Regions from separate parts of the Mus musculus genome. Here region 1 is linked to region 2. The links are chromatin contacts, called in public Hi-C maps. All regions are on one chromosome and are shown on one strand. The core of a region is the stretch at or near the end of the contact, and the rest is flanking DNA. Distances in the headings are between cores, read along the strand shown.

Region 1 (6,520 bases), core at 3,297-5,796, 280 kb after region 2:
TTATATCCATATCATTATTTCCAAAGAAATAACGGCTGTGTTTCTCTGGGTACTTCCAGGAGGGTCCACTTATTTTTAGTTTTCAGAAATCTCGCTGTGTTATGAGCTTTTTAGAATTGTAAACATAATTTACACCAAAATTTGTGTTTTGGCCTGCATTACTCAAAATGTTCTATTCCCTTCTCCTCTGAACTAATCATTTATACATTAAGCCTTCTGACATATTACTATACATCCGAGGTTCTCTTTCTTCTACGTCTCTAATCACTGTGTTGTAGGTCTGTGTTCAAGCTGAGGGACTTTTCCCATCATCTCCTGATGCTGCTACGTCCATCAGATAAATTTTATATTGTAGATAATTTAATCTGTAGCTCAAAGTTTTGGGTTTTGGCTTTTTTCAGGGTTTATTTCCTTGCTGAAATGTCCTATCTTTTCATTTATTACAAGCATATTTTCCTTTACATCATTGTGTAGTTATTATAAGCCACCTTGATTTTTTTTTTAATCTGATGTCAGCGACATGATCATGTGTGTTTGCTGTCCTGACTCTCCTGTGCTGGGTGACTCTGGATCCCAGCCGCAGAGTGTGGACAGGAGCAGGTCAGGGCTGGGCTGGGTTCTGCTCCATCCGCCAGAACCTCCATCTGTTACTTCACCCTTACCTAAGCCCCGTGGAACATGCCCTGAGAATCCCACAGCAGAGCTTCATACTACAGAGCAGGAGCAACGGGAGCCACTGCTGGGCAAACACTGCAGGCAGCAAAGGCAAAGGGGAAGTGCAGGGCCCTCCTGGTTAGTATGTTCATCTCTAAGGGCTCTTGATATTTCTACCCTTTCCTTCCCGGGGCAAGGCCCTCCCCTCCCAGAGCAGCAATACCAGATATACTTACTAAATTTGACTTCCAACTTCCTCACGCCTCCCCTGGGTGAGTTGGTGAGCATCGGAGTGCAGGTGTTCTTCGGGCAACACATGCTTGTAGGTTAAATACTGCAGTCAGCTGTGAGAAGAGTATTCGCCCTGGGCGAGCCATTTGCCTTCTTGTCTTATCATTTACCTGTGTGCAGGGGTGGATGGGGGGTGGGAAGGATGGATGAACTAAAGATGATCTTTACTTTTTACACTGATACTTTACAGACTTGAACAGATTCTACAATACATGAGCAAGCTTTAAACACATTTTAAAAATTGTCCCTCTAAAATCTGTCACCCTCTACCCTGCGATAGTATCGCGTGCTGTATGAGACCACTAGAGGGGAGTAAAGCATTGAATGAGACTAAGATACAGCTCAAATTGGAACCCTTGTGGACTACACTTGCAGGTGTTGCGTGTCTGCTGCTCCCAACCGACCACACTTAACTGCTTCAAAGCACCAAGAAATATGGGATTCCCCGTTTCCATATGGAAGCCTGCCCCAAGCTCTTTGAGAGCACACATTCCTCCAGCAAGAACTGCTCCCCAGACACATGCGCACGTTTGCACCAGTTCTATTTCATGGTGACAAAACCAATTCTCAGAAGAGCCAGATCTTGAAAACAAATCCTTATGGAACGTGGCCACAGTCCCTTCAGGGATCTAAGAATGGGTTCTAAGTTCCTTGCCTCTAGCAGTGGTTCTCAACATTCCCTAATGCTGTGACTCTTTGATAAGTGTTGTGGTGACCCCCCAACCATAAAGTTAATTCATTGCTACATCATAACTGTAATTTTGCTACTGTTATGGATCGTCATATAATTATCTGTGTTTTCTGATGGTCTTAGGTGACCCCTGTGAAAAGGTCATTCAGTAATTTCCTAGAGGAGGGCAGGACCCACAGGTTGAGAACCCCTGCCCTGGGTGCTTGTTCTTGGAAGCCAATTCCAGAGAAAGAGCAGCAGTAGAGGAAGAGGCTGTCCCATTGGGGTTCTACTGGAGAACTAGCCCCAGGAGTCAGGGATTAAGAGAATCCAGGCACACACATATGCTTTGGTTTCTCTTACTGGGGAGGGGAGGGGTCCTTGATGCTTAGGTTCGCTTAGGTCCCTAATAGTTACAGAACGATAAAGTTGAAACACTCTTAACTTCTGAGTCTGGGAGCCAAGAGTTTGTTCAATTAGTTGCTTTCTAGATGCAGTCTTCTCCAGTCACATGACAAAGGTGTGGCTACAAGGGGCAGAACATCGGGTTCTCTCTCTCCCTCCTCCCTTCCGTGTGTTTTTCTTTCCCTCTCTCCTCTCTCTGTATGTGTATGTTTCTCTCCCAATCCCCCCCCCCCATGTGTTTACTACTCCCTAACCCTGTCTCCTTTCCTCAAAGCAGAGTAGTCCTTAAAGTCTGAGCTGTGAACTGGCTCTACCCTGCAAGTACCATAGTGTGCTGTGGAAAAAGCACAGAAGTTGAACATTTGGATCCTCTTCTCTCAATAGGTATTAGAGCTAAGCCTGTGGTCACACTCCATTAAACTTATGGCTGCCCATCATGTTGGTAACTTATATAGACTCTCAATTTGTACAGGCTAAACTATAGATCCTCAGGATTCCCTTCCTAATATGTTTATCGTTAAGAAATGATCAAGACATCTGCTCTTGCAAGATTTGGCTGGAAGGGAAACAGCAGCCATCTTGTACTCATATGCCTCTGGTATTCAAATCCAGGTACTGTGCAAAGGGTTTTTACAGATGTGAAAGAAGTCCCGCATCAGATGAACCCAGATTAGAGGATTATCTCACATAAGCCTTGCTTCCCTGTACAAACAGATGCTGCTGTGAACATTAACTCTGACTGGACACATGGGCTCCCTGCTTGCTGTGTTCTTCCCTTCCCAGTGTCCAAGGCTTTAGATTTGTGTATCCTGCATGATCAGAGACTTTAATATTTTCTGTCACTGATCCACCCACAGTGTGTGCTCTGTATCTAATTGGTTCTGTTTGTGTCTGGATACCAACTCTAAACCCTTCACCTATCTCTGAGCAGGCAAGAAAGACAGGTGGTCCTTGGACTTCACCCTGTTCCTCCAAGCCCAGCCTTCTTCATTCCTGCCATCTTTTATATGACCCTCTCCTAGTACAAAAGACATGGGCAGGCATACGTCACAGAATTCAGAACGAAGGCTGGGAGAAGGGCTGGAGGTAGTAGGACAGCGAGATAAAGGCAGAGTGGGGACAGGAACGAGAGGCAGAAAGAGGCTGAAGGGTAGTCTAACAAGAACACCTATGCTCCCCTTTGTCGGCCTTCACCAGTGAGTCTGGAAGGCTGTCCACACTTAGTGTATGAATCATGTGTGTATGTAAATAGCTTTATGAGTAAGTATACACATAGACAGTTGATCTCTTAATCCATTTTTCACTACTTGTGGGTTGTCTTTTTTGAGATATAGCCCCATTTGTCCTGAAACTCACTTTGTAGACCAGGTTGGTTTTGAACTTCCAAAGATCCATCTGACTCCACCTCTCTAGTGTTGGGATTAAAGGCATGTGTCATACTTCTGGGTTTTTTAAGACTAAATATTGTGACCTGTCACTCATATGGTGACTTTAAAGGCACAGAGCAATGACTGTAAGTAAAATGCTACAACTTATACAACAAAATAAACTACTTCGTGTGTACTTGTGCACACTGCATACAGACTGTGCTTCCAGAGTGGACTCCAACTGGGGATTAGAACAAAAAATGGGGCTGCCCATGTTTACCTGCTTTCAGCTCCTATCACGGATGTTAATTTTAGACATGTGGACTTGCTCACAAACAAACATCACAAATGCTATTATACCTCCAGCACCTGCATCAGGCTGGATATCAGTGTGCACAGCAGTAGCTGCTGCCATCTGTGTCTCCAAAACTTAATCTGTGGTGACAGGGACACAGCGCTCCCTGTGAAGGGTTTTTTGTTTTGTTTTGTTTTGCTTTTTAAATCTAGCCTCAGCAAACTATGACTTCTGCCAGTTAATGAACTGACAACAACCCACTCACATAAGGCACAACCACGCACCCTGTCTGCTCACCGGGAAGGGGAGAGACCCAGGAGCACAGTCAAGGTCTCTAGACTAGAGAGGGAACACGGCTGTGTACCCACGTTCGGAGAAGCCAGGCATCTGTCAGGGTATACATCTCAATGAAGAAAACAAAGCTCTGCCTGCCTGAGGAGGCAGGCTACTATGGAAAGATTTTCTCCAACAGAATAGCATTGTGAAACGGGGCCTAAACAATTATCTATGGTCTCTGGAATCACGGACAGAAAGGGCAATGGGAGCAGATCAACTTATTTTGTATTCTTAAAAACCCACGGAGAAACCTTGTGTGATTACAAAGCAAAGGATTCAGAGAAGAGTGGGTTTGCCAGCGGGGACCATGGAGGGCAGGGCTCTCTCGGTAAAGAAACTGAACGTCCTAAGAAGGCGAGTGTGTGTTGTAGGCTCAGTGGAATTTGCTTAATAAGTTGCACATTTGACATTGTAGGTCAGCTCTCCGGGTGCCAGGAGACAAAGCTTATTATATAATCGCATACTTGTCCTTGCTGGAAAGGAGCTGAGGGAAGGTCTCTGTTGTTTCCAAGCTTCCTCTGTTCAGCCATTTGCTGAGGTGAGCAGCCATCTGAGGCATGCTTTGAAAGCTGAGTCTTGACTGGGATGCCTGTCCTGCACTTACCTTATGCCGTCCGTCCTTCTCTGTAGAGGCCAACGCGGGTCCCGCCTGGGGCAGGGCAAAAGCAAGCTAGCTGAGCTTGACCTGAGCCAGGGATGAGAAGCTAAAGACTCCAAGGTTTCCAGCTTAGCAGATTTCTGGCTGTTTGGCCACAGATTTTTTTTTTCCCCCAGCTACAGTAACATGCTCTGTGGGACTCAGGACAAAAGCCTCTTCAATTCTGGCAGTGTCTGCGGCACATGGTGTCCGTGTCCAAACCGCATCAAACTCCTGTGTCTGTTTCTGAAGTCTTTACAGACTTCTTCGAAAGGGACAAAGCTTTAGTGCGTCACTGAAGGAAACCCCTGGGCGATCCTGCTGTCTTTGAGATGATTTTTCTTTTGTCCAGCACTGAAATGCTTACTCTGGAACAGGTAAATCAATGTAAATAATTCTCCTTCAAGGAAAGGCCCTGTGAAGGCCAACTTGGTCTACGCTTATTCAGGAGGCGGCGGGAAGAGGGAGACTGGCTTTGCGCAGGTGACACCTTTATCTCTAAGCTGCCACCTTTTCTTGGCAATTGGCCAGGTATATACCAAGCTGAGAAGGAAAGAATCCTTTTTTTTTTTTTCCTCTAGAAGTTAATATGAGGTCAGCCTCTGGGAATTCTGGGAACATACTCTGCTTGGCCTAGAATTGGTATACTCGCATGTCATTTTTACCAAGCAATGAGAATATGGATAGAAGGGGTCAGAGAGGGGAGATTTCACAGCTGCAACTGCTTTATTCACTCAGAGCTAAGATGTAGAAGTCTTACTGTGTGTGAGCATCATCAAGCCCTTCGCAAAAACCTCCTACTTGAGCTTTCCATCCGCTGTGCACATACTACCATGGTAAGGTGGTTGCAGGTCATAGGAAGGCTCCAGTTTTTCCAACAGTGAGGGTGTGTGCCACCTCACATAGTCTGGGGACATTCGGCAGAGCCTGCCCCTGCTCGCTGGTTGGTTTTCTCTTGTGGTGGAGTGCGTGGAATGCAATAGATGCAGAAGGCACAGCTAGGTGCAGCAGCCTGCAGCGAGGGCACGAGCCCCGGCTGTCACGGGCCAGGCCCTTTCAGGATGGAAGGTGGTGGGGTTTTTAAAAAGGAACATTTCCCACAGCTTTTCAGCGGATCCGAGGCTGCAGGGGGGATGTGACCCACCCTGAACCAATTAGGAACAAGGAATTAAGACCACTGTGATTGGCTCAGGCCAAAGAGGGCTGAGCAACTGAGTGGACAGACACACACTTCCTTGCTCTGAGAAATTTGACAGAGAACAAACAGTACCACCAACCTCATTTCTCTTCTGTAGAAGCCAGGTGCAAGGCGACAAAGTTTAAATGTTTTATCCCAAAATATCCAGGGATTTTGAAATTACATTACCAGAAAATATCTAAGTTCCTTTTAAATTTTTAAGATGAAACAAAACAAGTTGAAGTTTAAAATTACAAAGACATCTACCATGAGACAGGCTTTCCTGCTAGCTGGTAAATTTCTTGTCACAACATAGCCCACACAGACTACCATAGCCCATAAACAGCAAAGGAGCCATTTACTCGGTGCTCACATGCACACACCACGACCCACATGCAGAAGCAAGGGGACAACTTGTGAGAGCCGGGCCTCTTCTATCAAATGAATTCAGGGTATCAAACTCAGGTCAGGCTTGTGTCAGGTGACAAAGCACCCCTCCCTGCTGAGCCACCTCACCTGCTTTAAATACTGACTAAAGTCCCCCCCCCCCCATCTCCTGCCCATCCTATAAAGACATTGTTAAACTGATCTCATAAGGGAAGCCTGGGGGGACTCATGGGGAAGAGGAGGAAAGACAAAGGCTCAAGGAGACATGAAGCCAAACAAATAACACTGCAAAACAATTATA
Region 2 (6,338 bases), core at 603-3,102:
CTTCCAGGAGGTATTGGCGAGGAAGATGCCTGGCACTTATGCATCCTGGGGCAAACCCAACAGTTGACACACGCACCATTGTCTGAAATTGTCTGTTCTTAGGCTTGACATGCGTGTTCCAGACCATTCCAGAATTCTCATACATGCACGTGGGGTTTGAGTAGTAACATGATAAGCTGTTCTGAGTTCTACCTCATTCTTCCAGCAGTTCATTCACTCTACATCCCAACCTGACTCTTTCCTCCTCCTCTTCAGCCTCCTGCTCAGTCTTGCTCAGGAGGAAACTCATGTTCTCCAGCTTCTCTAGCACAACGTTAGGAGTAGTATTTAGGGCTCTCTCAGGAGGCACTCCTAAACACCCAGGTCCTCACTTTGAGGATCTGGAAGAACAGCTTTCAAGGCTCAAAGTGACATTGTGTTTTCAAATGGATAATGAAGACACACAGCTCTGCAGTCTCCATATTCCTACCTCTCTGTGTGCTCACCGCATTCCTCAATGCTTTCTCTGAGGACATGTGACCCACTGTCCACTGGAGACATTTTCTTTTCTTTTTTTAAAGATTTATTTTATTTTAATTATGTTTGTGTATTTGCGACTCTTGTGGGTATGCCCATATAAGTCCAGTTGCCTGAGAGGTCCAGAGATGTTCCATTCCCTGGTACTGGAGTTGCAGGTGGTTGTGGCCCATTCGGTGTGGGTACTGGGAACCAAACTTGGGTAAGTTCACACTCTTAACTCTCAGCCCTGAGAATTTAGTTCTTTTTATTTATTTATTTATTTATTTATTTATTTATTTATTTATTTAATGTGTATGTATGAGTGTTTTGCTTGTATCTGTGTGCCTGGAGCCCTTGGAGAACAGAAGGGATACAGATCCCCTGGTACTGGCGCTACACAGGTGTTGGGTCCTCTGGAAGAGCAACAACTGCTCCCAACTGCTGAGCCCAGAATTTGGTTCTTATCAAAAGCACAAAATCTTATCACTTGCTATGCTCATTTTCAATAAATCCTAAATATTATCATTACTTTCTTTGTAACTGCAATGATTTTCTTAAGAAGTAAACTTCTGACATCTGAACCATTAGGAGTAGAGAGTTATTGTGCTACTTTCAAATTAATAATTTAAGTTACCCAAGAGGAGAGTTTTCAAACCAGCCAGGAGACAAACATCAGATGGAGAAAGGAGTTGTTTATTGTTATCAGCAAATTTTGTCATTTTTTTTAACTGTCTGAAAAAAGCGGATCAGTTTCATGTCACTATTGAGAAATAGGGCCCACCAATGCTAGCTAGCATTGTAGTCTGTTTTTCCCATAAAGAGTGTTTTGTGAAAGACACACCCAAACCGTACAAGAGCAGAGCTTGGGAACCTCGCTCTGTTCCAGAAACCAGAGTTCCCACATAACTGCATAATGCGATGCTATCAGGTTTCCAGCTCCCCACAATGCCTGGTGCAGCAGCGAGTTCATCACTGCCACAGGGAGGTGTAAGTACCAGGAGAGATGACCCAGACAGAGTGTTTGGAGTACTGGGGATTACTGTGAAGAAGCCAGGGCAGCCTAGCCCTGCATCTCAGCTTTCAGCCCCAGGCCAAGTTTATCCAGGATTAAGCAGGCAGCCATTTTCTCCTCCTCGCTGTGCTAACATTGTGGGTTGGTGTTTCTGTGAAGGTCCAGGAAGCAGAGCATTTATTCTGCTGATCTTGTTTTCCTGCTATGAAACACCATATTTCCAACAGCAGTTCTTCTGATTGTCCCTTTGCAGAACAAAAGAAATTCTCATTGATTTTTGAAGATGAGTTCATGATGGTAAAGATAAGGATGGTAGCTCATAGGTAAATGCCATCATGGCTGTACTAGGTTTTAACCTGTGTTCACTCTTTCCTAAGTCATTATCCAGTCCCAGATCCTGACCTGAAGTGAGACAAGCTTACCAGTGGAGTGGATGGAGTTTATTGAATCCTTCCCTCCGCATTCATTCTCATTTCCCATTTGCACAGCACACATCCCATGCTGAAGGCCTGGTTGCTTCAGCTTTCCTCTGTCACAGCCTGGGTGGGCCACCTCCTGTGACCTGATGACCAAATCCCCATGACTTCTAATCCCATGTCTTAAGAATGATCATCACCCTGGCTTCTAGATCCTATGTCTCTGTTTACCTTGCTAGTGGCAAATCCTTTGGCTAAAAGTTATCCAGATGTCCCGAAGAGCTAAGCACTGCCAGAGGTTAAACAGTCTTGTAGAATGACTTCCAAAGATTTCCCCCCAAGTAACAGAACGCTTTCTTCTTCAAATTAAATCCCATGCAGATGCCTGATATCTAAAACAGATGAATGTGGCATGGCAGACAATGTCCACAAGGTTCTCCTACTAACCCTGAGGAATCGTTACAAACTCGAAAGGCTCCTCTTACCATGGCTTAGAAGCCATTATCAGACAGGATGGCAGAGGGAACCAAAAGCCATGTGCATCGCCTCAGCAGCTCTTCATTCAAGAATTGCAACTTCTCTTCAATGACCTGCCCCTGAACTCAAGCTTCCTGGAGCTCCCTCAGAACAGAGGATGAGGGTGGCCTAGAGTGTCACTGGCTCCCCACTCCATTGCTCAATTTGTCCTTGTTAGTTCTCCCCAACATCCTGGGAGCCTCTGGTCAAACGAATTAGGGTCCTCGCCACTCCTTCCTCTATCCATCTGTGTGAGGGACTTATGAATGTCTATAGCCTTGATTTGTTTTTGGCTTGCTGAAGATTATATATATCTTCACAAGGTATATACATATACATGAAAATAAGCTAGCTATATAAAAGTATTAAACTATTATGTGTACTTTGAAATACTTTTAGTGATATGCTTAAGTTGTAACAGTGAATTTTTATTGAATTGCAATCACCACTAAAAACCTAGTTGGCTCTAGAGACACACACAAAGATACAACACTGAAGAAAAACATGTTTTCAGCATCCCTTAGTGCCATGACTACAGTTTATCAGTGATCTAAGTACTATCAGAAACTTTTTTCTAACTTTTAAAAATTAATTTTTTTTACTAATTCACTTTATATCCTGCCCACTGCCCCTTCTGATTACCCCCTCACTCAATCCTTCCCTCCTCCCCCCTCCCCTTCTCGTAAAGGTAGACACCTCCTCTAGTAATGTTCTGAATGGCGAGGATGGGTGAGAAGCTCACATACTTGGCCACACTTGGAAAATTGTGACTTTCTAAGTAACCAGCACGGCAGGTTTGAGCAGCCCATGTGCAGGCTGTGGAGGAACAGGCAAGTTTCAGCATTGCTCTGTGTCATTCCTATGACAGTAGCCATAGAATTCACAGAGGCTTCAATGAGGTCAGAAAGATGCTGCCATCAAGATCCTAGAGAAATGGTGCCTAATGACAGAAAAAACAAACAAACAAACATGTGTTTGGGCAGTAACATAGGCAGGTAATGTCAAAAATGATCCAAAACCTATCAGAGCATTTGACAAAACAAAAATGGAGGCACTTGGAGATGACCTGTGAGGAAAGGTGAAAGCCTAGCATATCTGTAGTATCACTTATCTGCCCCAAGCCTATGACATACAAATGAAACAGGGAATCATGGAAGTCCTGATCCACAAGTGGAGTTAATCACACGTGCACATACTCCATCAAAGGCGGAGATTTTGACAGGACAGACAAAGGATTTCCCCTCTTCCCATTAAGCCATTTAACATTTTCTTGGTTAGACTTGTAGTCCTAGATCTCTTTCAACGCAGCACTCTAAAAAGCCACTTCCAAGATTCTAGAAGAGACTTAAGGGCCATTTCTGTGATTCCCACTTCCCTCTTCTCCTGTCCTTGATCCACCACTGGGGTTGTGACTAAGGAATTAAGCTGAGCGAGAAGAAGGGGCTTCATCCTAAATAGCTACTACAAAGCAAGACCTCCATCAAAGATGTGGACTAGTCACTCTCTACTGTAATGATATTTGTCTCAGTCAAAGTACTCGGAGGGAAACTGAGGAGGCTGCTCTCTGCTGAGCACGAAAAAGGAAACCGCAGGGTTTTATATGAGAAGAATAAACCATGACTTATCCTGTTTGAGCTCTCAATGACAAGATTCCATAGGGCTGATATGGACTGTTTCAACATTAATTACATAAATTTGGCAACCACAGCTGGCTCTATCCTTAAGATTTTTAATAACCTCTTAATTTGCCAAGCTTCCCGATGACTTCAAATAGTTGTCCAGCCCAGGGGCCCTCCTAAGTGGGACAGTGACTCACTGCCCCGAGACTCCCCTTGCACAGCTCACTGGACTTCGGCCATTCTCGCTTTCCTCCTCAACTCTGTCTTCCTCCCATGCTCTCCCCAGATGGATTGTTAAGTTCCTTTGTTTGGTCTACTCATTGCCGGGCTCCACCCATGATTGCTTCACCTTCTCCTGGCTGCTCTTATCTGTCTCAACTGCCCTTTTAGCAACCCCGTGGTGCAGTGGGCTGCATTCTCTGGCTCTAGCCCACTCTTCCCCAGTTCCTGTCTTCCCATCCTCCGTGCTTCTCTGTTTCCCAAGTCCCCACCCTTCCTGGTCCACCCGAGTGTTCCTCTCCAAGGTCTGTCCTTCTACACAGGTTTCTTGTTAAATGTCCCCTGCTGAAATTCAACTTCAAAGGACCTTGGTCATTTTCTTGTCAAGAGGTTGGCATTTGTCTTGGTGCTCTCTTCACAGGCTCTTGCTCCTGTCTTGTCCACAGATAGACTTTAGTCCTTATCATGTGGGCCTTGGAAATACAAGTTCAAGCTTGCTTTCTTCCTTACTGGAGTGAGTGGGAGGATAAAGAGCAGAGAGCCCTTGTATGAGTTACTTGTGTTATTGTTGTGATCACATACCAGCAAGAAGCATTTTTTTTTTTAAGAAAGAATGGAGGCCGGAATGTCATCAGCCTCCCCAGTACCTGAGTGGAACAGGGCATTCTGTGTCGGGTAGCTGAGGCAGACAGCTGTAGTAACCATCACATCTGTCATTTAGGGTTTCCAGCCTGCCTGCTCCACAGGCAATAGTCAGATGTTAACTCCCCAATATCTGTTTCTAAAAACCCTTCCTCTGCCATTTTTATTCTTCTGTGAAATAAATACACACACACACACACACACACACACTGCCCAATTGATTAACATAGGCCTTGAACCTTTCACTTTTTCCTCAATCTTTCTGCAATTCTTAAGTCACATAAATGCATATTTTCAAACCCTTATTTTAATGTATGCACATATTTATATTTTTGCATGTGCTTATGTGCATAAAAGTGCAGGTGCCTGCAGCAGTGTCAGATTGCCCTGGAACTGGAGTTACTGGCCATTGTGAGCCATTCACTGTGGGTGCTTGGATATGAACTTGGGCCCTTTGTAGAAACAGTAGGTGTTTTTAACCCATGGATACCTTCTCCAGTCCCTAAACATGTTATTTAAGGTCTTCTAGGTTGGCAAAAGAAGAAATAAATGTAACAACACAATCATCAACAATAAGGAAGGCAATGGAGGACTTTTTTCCCTGAATATTCCGTTTCCCTTCATATTTCACCTCAGGTTTCTCTCACCTCCCCTTGGCTCTGGCTGGTCTGCCCACTCCCATAGGCTCTGGCTCTTCTGCCCACTCCCACGGGCTCTGGCTGGTCTGCCCACTCCCACGGGCTCTGGCTGGTCTGCCCACTCCCACGGGCTCTGGCTGGTCTGCCCACTCCCACGGGCTCTGGCTCGTCTGCCCATTCCCACGGGCTCTGACTCCCACGGGCTCTGGCTCGTCTGCCCACTCCCACTGGCTCTGGCTGGTCTGTCCACTCCCATTGGCTCTGGCTGGTCTGCCCACTCCCACGGGCTCTGGCTCGTCTGCCCACTCCCACTGGCTCTGGCTGGTCTGTCTACTCCCATTGGCTCTGGCTGGTCTGCCCACTCCCACTGGCTCTGGCTGGTCTGTCTACTCCCATTGGCTCTGATTTTCTTTTCCATTCACTTTCAGTTCCCAGGCCTTGAAATCCCTGTGCTGGGAAGCCTCTCTACCTTCCTAGCCAAGGGAGCCAGTCTTGGGACAGTACCACCAAGGGCATCTCAGACTGACTCGACTCAAGATAGGAATGGTTCAGGGGTGGCAGGTCAACAAGGAGCTTTGAAATTGTTCTTTTACCATTTTCTTAGAAAACTTTGAGGAAAGGAAAATGTTTACGAGCACATGGTGCACAGCGCATCCACCTGCGGATGTGAGCTGTTTAGCAGCGGGGTGTGAGGCTGTAGATGGTGACTCTTAAATAAGTTAAACTAGACAGGAAGTGTGACACTTTTCTAGAAAAATAAGGCTGTGCTTGCCTCAAG

The links. Hi-C and Micro-C count contacts between places; a contact is called where the count stands out from the background.
Region 1: a contact with region 2 is called in a Hi-C map of embryonic stem cells, with 2.3 times the contacts expected there. The contact joins two enhancer-like sites. A contact is called at or near these places in 8 of 39 promoter capture datasets (the 3T3-L1 cell line, 3T3-L1-derived adipocytes, the HPC-7 cell line and 4 more), 3 of 15 datasets of contacts at CTCF or cohesin (embryonic stem cells, pro-B cells and stem cell-derived epiblast-like cells) and 14 of 484 Hi-C or Micro-C datasets (embryonic stem cells, pancreatic cancer cells and trophoblast stem cells).

The regions. Positions count from the first base shown.
Region 1 is chr2:125,554,770-125,561,289 of GRCm38.p6, forward strand. It overlaps a transcript of Cep152 not described here. Among named protein-coding and RNA genes, the nearest start is that of Fbn1, 52 kb to the left of the region's middle. Within about 2 kb of position 4,547, at least 27 of the 459 cell types and tissues checked have an H3K27ac peak or open chromatin away from gene starts, as enhancers often do.
Region 2 is chr2:125,274,344-125,280,681 of GRCm38.p6, forward strand. No RefSeq gene overlaps it. Among named protein-coding and RNA genes, the nearest start is that of Dut, 30 kb to the left of the region's middle. Within about 2 kb of position 1,853, at least 22 of the 459 cell types and tissues checked have an H3K27ac peak or open chromatin away from gene starts, as enhancers often do.